Linked DNA regions of Sus scrofa: regions 2 and 3 are each linked to region 1. A link is a contact called in public Hi-C data. All regions are on one chromosome and are shown on one strand. Each heading gives the region's core, a stretch centred on a gene start, on an enhancer-like site or on the middle of the called end of the contact. The rest is flanking DNA. Distances are from core to core; before and after follow the strand shown. Region 1 holds the start of POLR2K (DNA-directed RNA polymerases I, II, and III subunit RPABC4). Region 2 has its middle 47 kb from the start of RNF19A. Region 3 overlaps SPAG1 (sperm-associated antigen 1).

Region 1 (3,120 bases), core at 311-2,810:
GAGAAGGCAATGCAATGATGTTTGGCACATAGTAGGCACTCAAGAAATGTTAGTTGTCATCACTGATAATAGCTTCCACTGACCATGCTCCACATGATGCTAAAATTACTGTTCCTACTCATAGGAACAAGAGTGTTGGATTGGGATCTAGCCCCAACATGAACTCTTGTTGAAATTCTGGATCTCCTTGCTACAACTTGTCTTTACTCTACCCCTCTGTAGGGTCCCAGGAGCCGTTTGTATTCTGCATGTGTTAATTCCTCCTGATCTCCATAGACTGCATTAAGTGCCAGCATCTTCTTGAAATCTCAAGCTTGAGAGTTGGAATCCAGGTCAGCTTGCAATGATTAAAGTTATACTTTTTGGATCACTCCATAATCTTTCTCTTATGATAACAATGGTTTTATCTAATACTTCTTGGAGCAAAGCTTATTTTGATTCTTCTTTTGGGTTACCTCTTCCCTTTGGCTGACAGGAGAGATATTTTTTAAGATGGTCAAAATACTTGTATGTTCTGTCTTAGCCTGTCTGTGGAGGAAGAAGCAGGACACTCCACTGTGTTTCCTGAAATTTTTACAACAGGGAGCTAAGAAGACTGGGAAGATTGAGTTAAATCTCTCAAGTTGGTCTGTGGAGGTGCCGGCAGTTGGAACTCCTCCTGGAAGTGTAATGCGAAGCTCAAAGTTCCCAAGTTTCCGTATGGAAGACCAGAGAGCAGTATTGCCTGCTTAATAAGAAACCAAAATAATGCATGTTGGGAAGAAAGAAACCTGCTTCTCCAATTAACTGTAATAGATAACGAATATGTATTTTCTAAATTGTAACAACTTCATTTTCTTCCTCTCATTCTGATATTAGTAAAATGCCTGCTATGAAAGAAGCAAACGAATGTAAATGTGTACATCCAACGATAATGTCTCACTAATAGTTTGATCTTTGAAAGGATTCCACTGAGCAGGTCGTTTTGTTCTTCTAGAGAATACATGGGACCAAAGGAGGGTCGGTAAACAGCCACCACTACCTAAATCCCTCAGCTTTAAGTGGCAGTAGTTGGATGTAGCTGCCTGCAAGTCCGCCTGTGCTTTAAAACGAGTAAAAGGAGAGGCTGAGAAGGATGACAGGTACCTAAGTGAGAAAGGGTCGAAAAGCAAACATTATGCAAAGGGCAGGAGGCGGCTGTTCCACTGCCGGCGGCACAGGTATTAAAACGATCTGAAATCCATAATCTGAAAACTGCTCTTCTACGTGGAAATCAGCGGTGAAACCGATACTTCCACGTTCTTTGGAGTAACGGTCAGCCCAGGGATTCCATGAGCACTTCACTTGGGTATCTAACGCTCTGACCTCTTGGAAAACTGTTACTTTCTGCGGCCTTCATTTGTCATAGAAACAAACCTCCTTCGACCTGAGAAACTGCTAAAATTCTTTGCCTCCCCGAAAAATGAAAATAGTTGGGAGCCAAATAAGAACCTCTACAGAGCGAATCAAACATACATAATTCCAATTTAACTGCCCGCGCTCAATCCGGGTTCTTCGGCCACTCCTTGGGCGGAAGGGGCGGAGACTACATCCTGCGTCATCTGCCAGTGCCGGAAGTGGGCTGACACACAGCGGCCTCAGGAATCTGTTAGGGAGCCTCGGGAAGTTTCTCCGTGTTCCGTGGGTAGGGGTTTGGCGGATTGGCGGTTTGGGATTGGAAGGTGAGTGTTTGGGCCAAAACTGGAAAGATACTAGGGGTTACAGGAGGTCCGGTGTGGGATTAGAGTCGAGAGAGGCTGGGGATGGAGTCGATGCTGTTAGCCCTTTGGCTTGTTTAGCTGTTGGGTTGTCTGCCTTTTCAGCTGTTAGGAGTTATTTCATTATTTTTCCCTTTTCTTCGGTTCGCATGTTTTCCTGTTGAGGGGTATAGTTTTTTGGCAATTTCTTGCTAAATTTTGGGAAAATTTCACTTGTGGGAGTTCCCCTTGTGGCGCAGCGGAACTGAATCAGATGAGTATCCTTGAGGATGCGGATTCCATCCCTGGCCTCGCTCTGTGGGTTAACGACCCAGCGTTGCCTTGAGCTGTGGTATAGATAGCAGACGGGGCTCGGATCCCGCGTTGCTGTGGCTGTCAGGCCTATTGGACCCCCTAGCCTGGAACTTCCACATGCCGCGGGTGGAAAAAAAAAAAAGAGAGAGAGAGAAAGAAAAAGAAAAATTGGAGTTCCCGTCGTGGCGCAGTGGTTAACGAATCCGACTAGGAACCATGAGGTTGCGGGTTCGGTCCCTGCCCTTGGCTCAGGGCAGGGTTAATGATCCGGCGTTGCCGTGAGCTGTGGTGTAGGCTGCAGACGCGGCTCGGATCCCACGTTGCTGTGGTTCTGGCGTAGGCCAGTGGCAACAGCTCCTATTCGACCCCTAGCCTGGGAACCTCCATATGCCGTGGGAGCGGCCCAAAGAAATAGCAAAAAGACAAAAAAAAAGAAAAAGAAAGAAAAAGAAAAATAGTACTTGTACTCGTGTTAAATGAAAACCAGAGCTTCGCAGTCAGATCTAAATTCCTCTGCCTTTTAACTACTGAATAATCCTGACCAAATTAACCTTCCCTAAATCTTAGTTTCTTGATCTGTTCATTAAGAGTAATTATTTAACCGCCTAGAATTGTTGTAGAGATTATAATGAAATAGCATGTGTAAATATGAAATCTGTAAAGTGTTTATGGAGTCCAGTTTGGGGGTAAATGCAAAATGCTTATTTGTGGGTTTGATTCATTCTTTAGAACCAGCGGTAGGATTTTTAAAAAGTACGGATTAGGAATTGGGAACTTTTTAGCTTTTTAGCTTTCCCTGAGAAAAATAAGGCATGATTGGATTTGTGAGGGGCCCCTTTAAGATGTTCAGTATTTGAATCTGTGATTTCAGGGATAACGATGGACACACAGAAGGACGTTCAACCCCCAAAACAGCAGCCAATGATATATATCTGTGGAGGTAAGAGTGGCACTTACATAAAATAAAAGTATTTTACCTCAGTTTTTTAAAAAGATAGTGCATTTATCTTTATTTTACTTGAGTCCTTCCTCTTTGAAGTTAGCGCTTTAGCAACTATTTTAAGATTTCATTTTCTCTCCTAGAAAAAGT
Region 2 (3,120 bases), core at 299-2,798, 120 kb after region 1:
CATAACTAGTGAAACTGCTCTTGGAGTTCCATGGTGGCTAGCAGTGGCAAAGGTTTGATACCCCTGGCCTGGGAACTTCCATATAACACGCAGGTGCAGCCAAAAAAAAAAAAAAAAAAGGGAAAAAAGAAACTGCTCTTAACAACCTTGATCAAATCCAGAAAAGCCTTTTCTAACTCAGAATTGGGTTATATTGTTGAGGCCTAAAGAGATTTTTTTTTTTTTTTTTTTTTTTGCCTTTTCTAGTGCTGCTCCCTCGGCATATGGAGGTTCCTGGGCTAGGGGTCAAATCAGAGCTGCAGCTGCAGGCCTACACCAGAGCCACAGCAACGCAGGATCCGAGCCCCATCTGCGACCTGCATCACAGCTCACAGCAACGCCAGATCCTCAACCCACTGAGCAAGGCCAGGGATCAAACCCGCAACCTCAAGGTTCCTAGTCAGATGCGTTAACCACTGCGCCACAACGGAAACTCCTAAAGAGAGTTTTTTAAGAGAGCTTCTCACCTAAATCTAATCCTTAAAGCCCAAATAAGAACACAAATGCCAAGGAGCAAACTGTATTGTTTCTGCCCTTTTGCTACGATTTATGGGCAAAAGAGGTGAAATTTGGAAGGTAAAGAAGCAAAGCATTAAGGGCAGCTACAACACGGAATCTCAGCTGGCTGTGATAGTTCTGATTTGCTCAGAATGAGTGATCATCCACTCGGGCAGATTCAGAGAGTACCACCTCCACGAGCAAGATCTCAAAATGCAAAGGGCTGTAGACACCGACGCTGCCCAGTGGTGGATATTTTGAGAATGTGATATTTGTCAGGAAAACATCAAAACCATGGAGCTTTAAGTTTGGCTTTTTCATTTCTACTGCTTATGCATCTGGGTGAAAATTCCCTTTATATGACCAGTGTGTGGCGCCTCGCTGTTAGCAGTGTCCTCTTCACTGGAGACCGTCTCAACAGGAAGCAAAGGGCTGACGACACTACGTGCATGCAAAGAGATTAATCCTGAGTTACGGCAGAACATTACATTAGAGTTCAAAGATGCTTTATTATACATGTTCTTCTATTGTATGGGTTTACTATCTAGAAACAGGATGAAGCAAAGTGTGTTCATTTGGAATTTTACTCTCCAATCAGCCAGGTGGCGCTACCCAGACTGAAAGGACTCCTAGGGACTGATGGGGAAGTCCTAGGCTGCTGCCCCTCTCAAGTCCTTCTCCACACAAGGATACGTCTGTTACTAGAAATCTGTCTCCAGAATATAATGCATTTTGTCACATTTGTAGGTTTTGATGTCTTTTGCCAAAAATCAAAATAAAAGAAGGTTAATTGCTGATAAGAAAGATGAATGAAAAAGAAGCAGGAAAGCATGTGAGAGACTCCCACAGCAGCCCCCTCTCTTTTTTTCCTGGGAAACTGCTTTAGAGCATAGGCTTTTGCATCAGACACACCAGGGATTAAATCCCAATTTGGGATTTCAGTAATACCCAGGAGCTGTATAACCTGGAAAACTGTAGGTTCCTCATGGGCATGACGAGAAGGCTAACTTCCGGCCATTCAAGGTTGTAGGACTATGGAGTTGTGGAAAATGCGTTATCTTCTTCCATTCCTTATCTTACCTTCACGTGTAAAACGACTCTCTTCCCATAAATATAATGATCTCATCTAAGTTGTTAGAAAAGGATAACAGCGCTCTTTTCAAATACTACAGACACATTTATATTTACTTATTGGATAAGAGACACGCATTGAGATCAGGCTAATAGAACAGTTATAGCCAGAGAAGCAGTCTGGTGCCACCTTCTGGAAATTAGTCACATTACAACAGCCAAGAGATTCCTCCACAGGTTGAGCTTAAGGGAGACTCTGTGTGTAATAATAGCATGTGTCTTTCTTCTCCAACCTGTCACTGTTTTGCGGGTGAGCCAACACAGATATCCATTCAGAATCTGGCCAAGGCTGGTGCGTGCTTGGCAAATATTAAGGGAATGAATCTAGAGAACAGTGTCCTCAAAGGTGCCAAAATTCATGTAGAGAAGTCCCTACAGCTGAGAAGTTTACAGTGATCCTCCAAATACTTCTCAAACAGTGGTTCTTGGAATATTTGCATCAGAATCATTAGGGAATCTTAGAGTCCAAGGGGTTGGGAATCTAACTTTTAAAATACCACTTGCAGGAATTCTCCTATGGCACAGTGGGTTAAGGATCCAGTGTTGTCACTGCAGCGGCTTGGGCCACTGCTGTGGCGTGGGTTTGATCCCTGGCCTGAAAACTTCCAAATGCCACAGGCATGGCCAAAATAAGTAAGTAAATAAAATAGGCAAATTGGAATATGTCACCCACTGTACTAAAAGCCGAGGGTGCAATAGCTAAGGAATATCTGAGTTGCTTAAGCATCGTAAGGGAACTAAACTATCTATGACCCTATGAATGAAGTATTGCGGGGGATAAATAAAAAAGAGAGCTTTTGCTTTTAATGAGTTTATGGCTAATTTGGAAGAAAAAGAAAAGTTCAAGAGACTCTAGTAGGGGAAAAAAAGCATCAATAAAAGGTTTAAGTGTCAGAGTTACTAAAAGGGCCAAAGAGAGTTAGTCAGGACTATTTTTAGGGAGTGGTAAAATATAAACCATGTTTTTATTTTTATTTTTTTTAGGGCTGAACTTGCAGCATATTGAGTCAAGTCAGAGCTGCAGCTACTGGCCCATGCCACAGCTCACGGCAACGCCAGATCCTCAACCCACTGAGCGAAGCCAGGGATCGAACCTGCATCCTCATGGATGCTAGTCAGATTCGTTTCTACTGAGCCACGATGGGAACACCTAAGCCATGTTTTTAAACTGACTTGAGGTGATTAGGAGGAAGAGCTCAATACGATTGAATTACTTTACTGTAGACTCTCCAATGTAACAGTGCACTGGAGACAGTCTGAAATCCCACCACTTGCAGGCCTGCTTCACTGCATAGCAGGCAGAAAGCCCACGGGACACTTACAAACCGAACTGACTTGGTTTTCTGTTTTTCCTTATAGTTTTACTATCGACCTAAGTCAAATCTAAGAATAGCTGAAAGTTTAATGGGACCACCTGCCCTTTGACCTCTTTTAGGTCAGTTTCCCATCTGT
Region 3 (3,120 bases), core at 356-2,855, 73 kb after region 1:
AATGTCTATTCAAGTCTTTTGCCCATTTTTCCATTGGGTTGTTGGCTTTTTTGCTGTTGAGTTGTATAAGTTGTTTGTATATTTTAGATATTAAGCCCTTGTCAGTTGCATCATTTGAAACTATTTTCTCGCATTCTGTAAGTTGTCTTTTTGTTATTGTTTTAATAATTAAGCCTCTTTTGGCCAGTGGTCCAAAATTGGATGTTATTCTGCTGTATAGAAAACTGTGTTCATTATTTAGTGTGTTTTTATACTCATGCTTGCCTTAAGGTGACTGACCATCCATCCACTGATTTTCAGTTACGTACTCGTGGTTTTCTATTTCCTCTGTCTTTGTGCTTCAAGTTCTGGCTTTACCTTTCATAAACAGAACAGGAAATACATTCATTAAAAGTCAGATTAGGGATTTCCCGTCGTGGTGCAGTGGTTAACGAATCTGACTAGGAACCATGAGGTTGCAGGTTCAATTCCTGGCCTAGCTCATTGGGTTGAGAATCTGGTGTTGCTGTGAGCTGTGGTGTAGATGGTAGATGCCACTGGGATCTGAGGTTGCTGTGGCTGTGGCAAAGGCCTGCACTTGGAGCTCCGACTGGACCCCTAGCCTGGGAACCTCCATATGCTGCAAGTGTGGCCCTTAAAAAAAAAAAAAAGCAATTCTATAATCAATCGTTAGTGCCTGATAAATACCTGAAATCTTTCAATCAAGATACAAGGAATTTTTAAGTTTGAAGAAAGGATTGTAATGGAAATTTTACTGTCTTTTTAAGGTTTTTTTTGGATTCAAATACTTTATTTTTTTATTTTCCCACTGTACAGCAAGGGGATCAAGTTATCCTTTTAAGGTTCATTTTAAACTAAAAACTAGGTGCCTGTTTTATGTAAGTTCTTTGCTAAATTCACTTTTAAATGGCTTAAAAGACAGTGCGACTTTCCCTGCCCCCAAATTATCTTTACCCAGTCCTTTAACATAAGAAGAGTGGACCCTAACTTTGGGAGCAATTATCGAATTCAAGTCTTAGAACTTCATTCACTTGTAGATTGTAAATGGAAGAAAAGTACATCTTTTCTAAGATCTACCTCGTCACAAATGCTTTGATGAAGGGAATGAATGATTTTGAAATGCTGGCTTTCACGTCCCAAGCTCTTCAGCGTTTGAAGGGTTAAACCCGGGCTTGGCTTCTGTCGGTAGCCTGGAAAACCACTGGGGCTCGGAGCGCTGCCTCTACGGTCCACCCTCCGCGTGGACCGGCCCCTGGAGGAGCCGGAACTGCCGGACTCCGCCCAATGGGCGGGCCCTCCCGGCCGGGTTTCGCCCCTGGGAACCGCCCCTGCGCCGGCACCCCAGCGGCCTCGGAGGTAGTTGCTGCTGGTAATGCAAATACTCACTTCCCGCATCCACTCCCTACAGAGGCCGCGGAGCCGGCGGGAGCCGAGCGCGCCACGGACCCGCGCGCCATGGGCAACATCCAGAAGAAGCTGACCCGCAAGAGCGAGGGCGGCAAGCGGCAGGATCGGGGTGCGCCGCGGCGGGGTCGGGCGCCAGAGGCCCGCGCCGACAAGCGGGGCCAGACGCGGGACTCCGCGACGGCGGGAGGCGCCAACGGGCACCCGGGCGGCGGGCGAGGCGCCGGGGACCCCGCGGCCTGTGCGTTCCCGGAGCCCGCCACCCTGCCGCCCGCGCCTGTCGCCCCGGTCGGCCCCGCCGGCCTGAAGAGTCAGGGCAACGAGCTTTTCAAACATGGGCAGTTCGCCGAGGCGGCCCTCAAGTACTCGGCGGCGATCGCGCAGCTGGAGCCTGCAGGTGAGGGAGTGGCGCCCGCCGGGGCTCTGGGCCCTCGGGCTGCGGCTCGCGGGACCTGAGGGGCCACCGCGGGAGAGCCGCAGGCCACCGCCCGAATGACAGGCGCTCGCTCTGTACGCTCCTTCCCGGTAACCTAGGGCAGAGCGGATGCGAACTGACCTCCCGGAGCAGTGCTTTGGTGCGCGTAGCGTGCGCCCGAACGAGGCTTATCCGCGTCTGTCCCTTTACGGGCTTGGCCTGTGTGCCCACTGCGGGCACGGGCACCGGCAGCTGCTCGGAGCTGCAGCATCGGTAGGCGGTAGGACCGCAGCCCCACGGGAGACCCCAGTGGCCTTGTTAATTCTGGTGAACTGTGATTTCGCTAATGGATTTTAACTGTGTTTAATTAAATGTGCTTTTAGGAAGTGGAAGTGCAGATGATCTCAGTATCTTATATTCAAATAGAGCAGCATGTTACCTAAAAGACGGAAACTGCAGTGGCTGCATTCAAGATTGTAACAGGTAAACTCCCGTATTTCAGGTTTATCAAGAGATTATCATTTCAGTGTGATGATGAATGCAATTTTAATATCCTTCTAAATTCTCTGCCTCTGAGTCTACTTTCTTAAGGCATTTAAGGTATGTGTTTGCTAATACAATTCGTAAGTTCTGTCATGTATATGAAGACAATTATGGAAGATTGTGCAAACTTTTTTCGTGTCCTTAATTCATACTCCTCACATCATTCCGAGAACATTGGAGGAGAACCTTCTAACTAGTCTCTGCCTCTTCCAATCCACAGTGGCATATGAATAACTTTTCCTGAATCATTATTTTGTACAGACTGTTTCAACAGGTGTTGGGTGGCTCAGTATAGTCTTCTAGATAATTATAAGCTCCTCTGTCCCCACACTGTCCCCCAAACAAACTTTCTGCTCCCATTTGGTCCACTATCTCTAATGCCCTCTGCACATCTTTGCTTCAGAAACCCTTGCTCACCTGCCCCCTCCTCTCTGCCTTCCTGGTGACATCAGGCTCCCGGTCATGTGCATGACTGTAAGGCTTGCATTAGCATTCACATACCTGTAGGTACAGCTCATCTGCTGCATTGGATTTTAAGCACTTGTGTGTTCAGGAATCCTGTTTTACATGGAGTTGCATCCCTGCAGCAGAGCAGTCACCCATGGTACTCAACAGGTTACGTGCTAGGATGGATGAATATATTTACACGAATAACAAGTGTCTTCTTTCACCATTAAATAATAAACCTGCTTCAGGAGCCCTTGGGAAAGAAACTGCTATTAGTGCATCTAAATAATAAGAAGTCATGTGTACTGATG

What was found. Hi-C and Micro-C count contacts between places; a contact is called where the count stands out from the background.
Region 2: a contact with region 1 is called in a Hi-C map of alveolar macrophages, with 5 times the contacts expected there. The contact joins the enhancer-like site here to the promoter of POLR2K in region 1. A contact is called at or near these places in 2 of 5 promoter capture datasets (fetal liver and liver), 32 of 47 Hi-C or Micro-C datasets (adipocytes, alveolar macrophages, blood and 17 more) and 2 of 2 datasets of contacts at active chromatin or transcription factors (alveolar macrophages and skeletal muscle).
Region 3: a contact with region 1 is called in a Hi-C map of embryonic fibroblasts, with 2.2 times the contacts expected there. The contact joins the enhancer-like site here to the promoter of POLR2K in region 1. A contact is called at or near these places in 6 of 47 Hi-C or Micro-C datasets (brain, embryonic fibroblasts, epiblast stem cells and 2 more) and 1 of 2 datasets of contacts at active chromatin or transcription factors (alveolar macrophages).

Annotation. Positions count from the first base shown.
Region 1 is chr4:36,851,062-36,854,181 of Sscrofa11.1, reverse strand. It overlaps POLR2K (DNA-directed RNA polymerases I, II, and III subunit RPABC4), which reads left to right and starts at 1,560. Exons shown (of 4, transcript XM_003355012.5): 1 at 1,560-1,700; 2 at 2,902-2,970. The coding sequence starts at 2,910.
Region 2 is chr4:36,735,854-36,738,973 of Sscrofa11.1, reverse strand. No RefSeq gene overlaps it. Among named protein-coding and RNA genes, the nearest start is that of RNF19A, 47 kb to the right of the region's middle. Within about 2 kb of position 1,548, at least 10 of the 83 cell types and tissues checked have an H3K27ac peak or open chromatin away from gene starts, as enhancers often do. A contact at or near this core is called in alveolar macrophages, where this site is marked.
Region 3 is chr4:36,778,021-36,781,140 of Sscrofa11.1, reverse strand. SPAG1 (sperm-associated antigen 1) reads left to right here. Exons shown (of 19, transcript XM_021089047.1): 11 at 1,409-1,801; 12 at 2,203-2,302. Among named protein-coding and RNA genes, the nearest start is that of SPAG1, 65 kb to the left of the region's middle. Within about 2 kb of position 1,605, at least 46 of the 83 cell types and tissues checked have an H3K27ac peak or open chromatin away from gene starts, as enhancers often do. A contact at or near this core is called in alveolar macrophages, embryonic fibroblasts and subcutaneous adipose tissue, where this site is marked.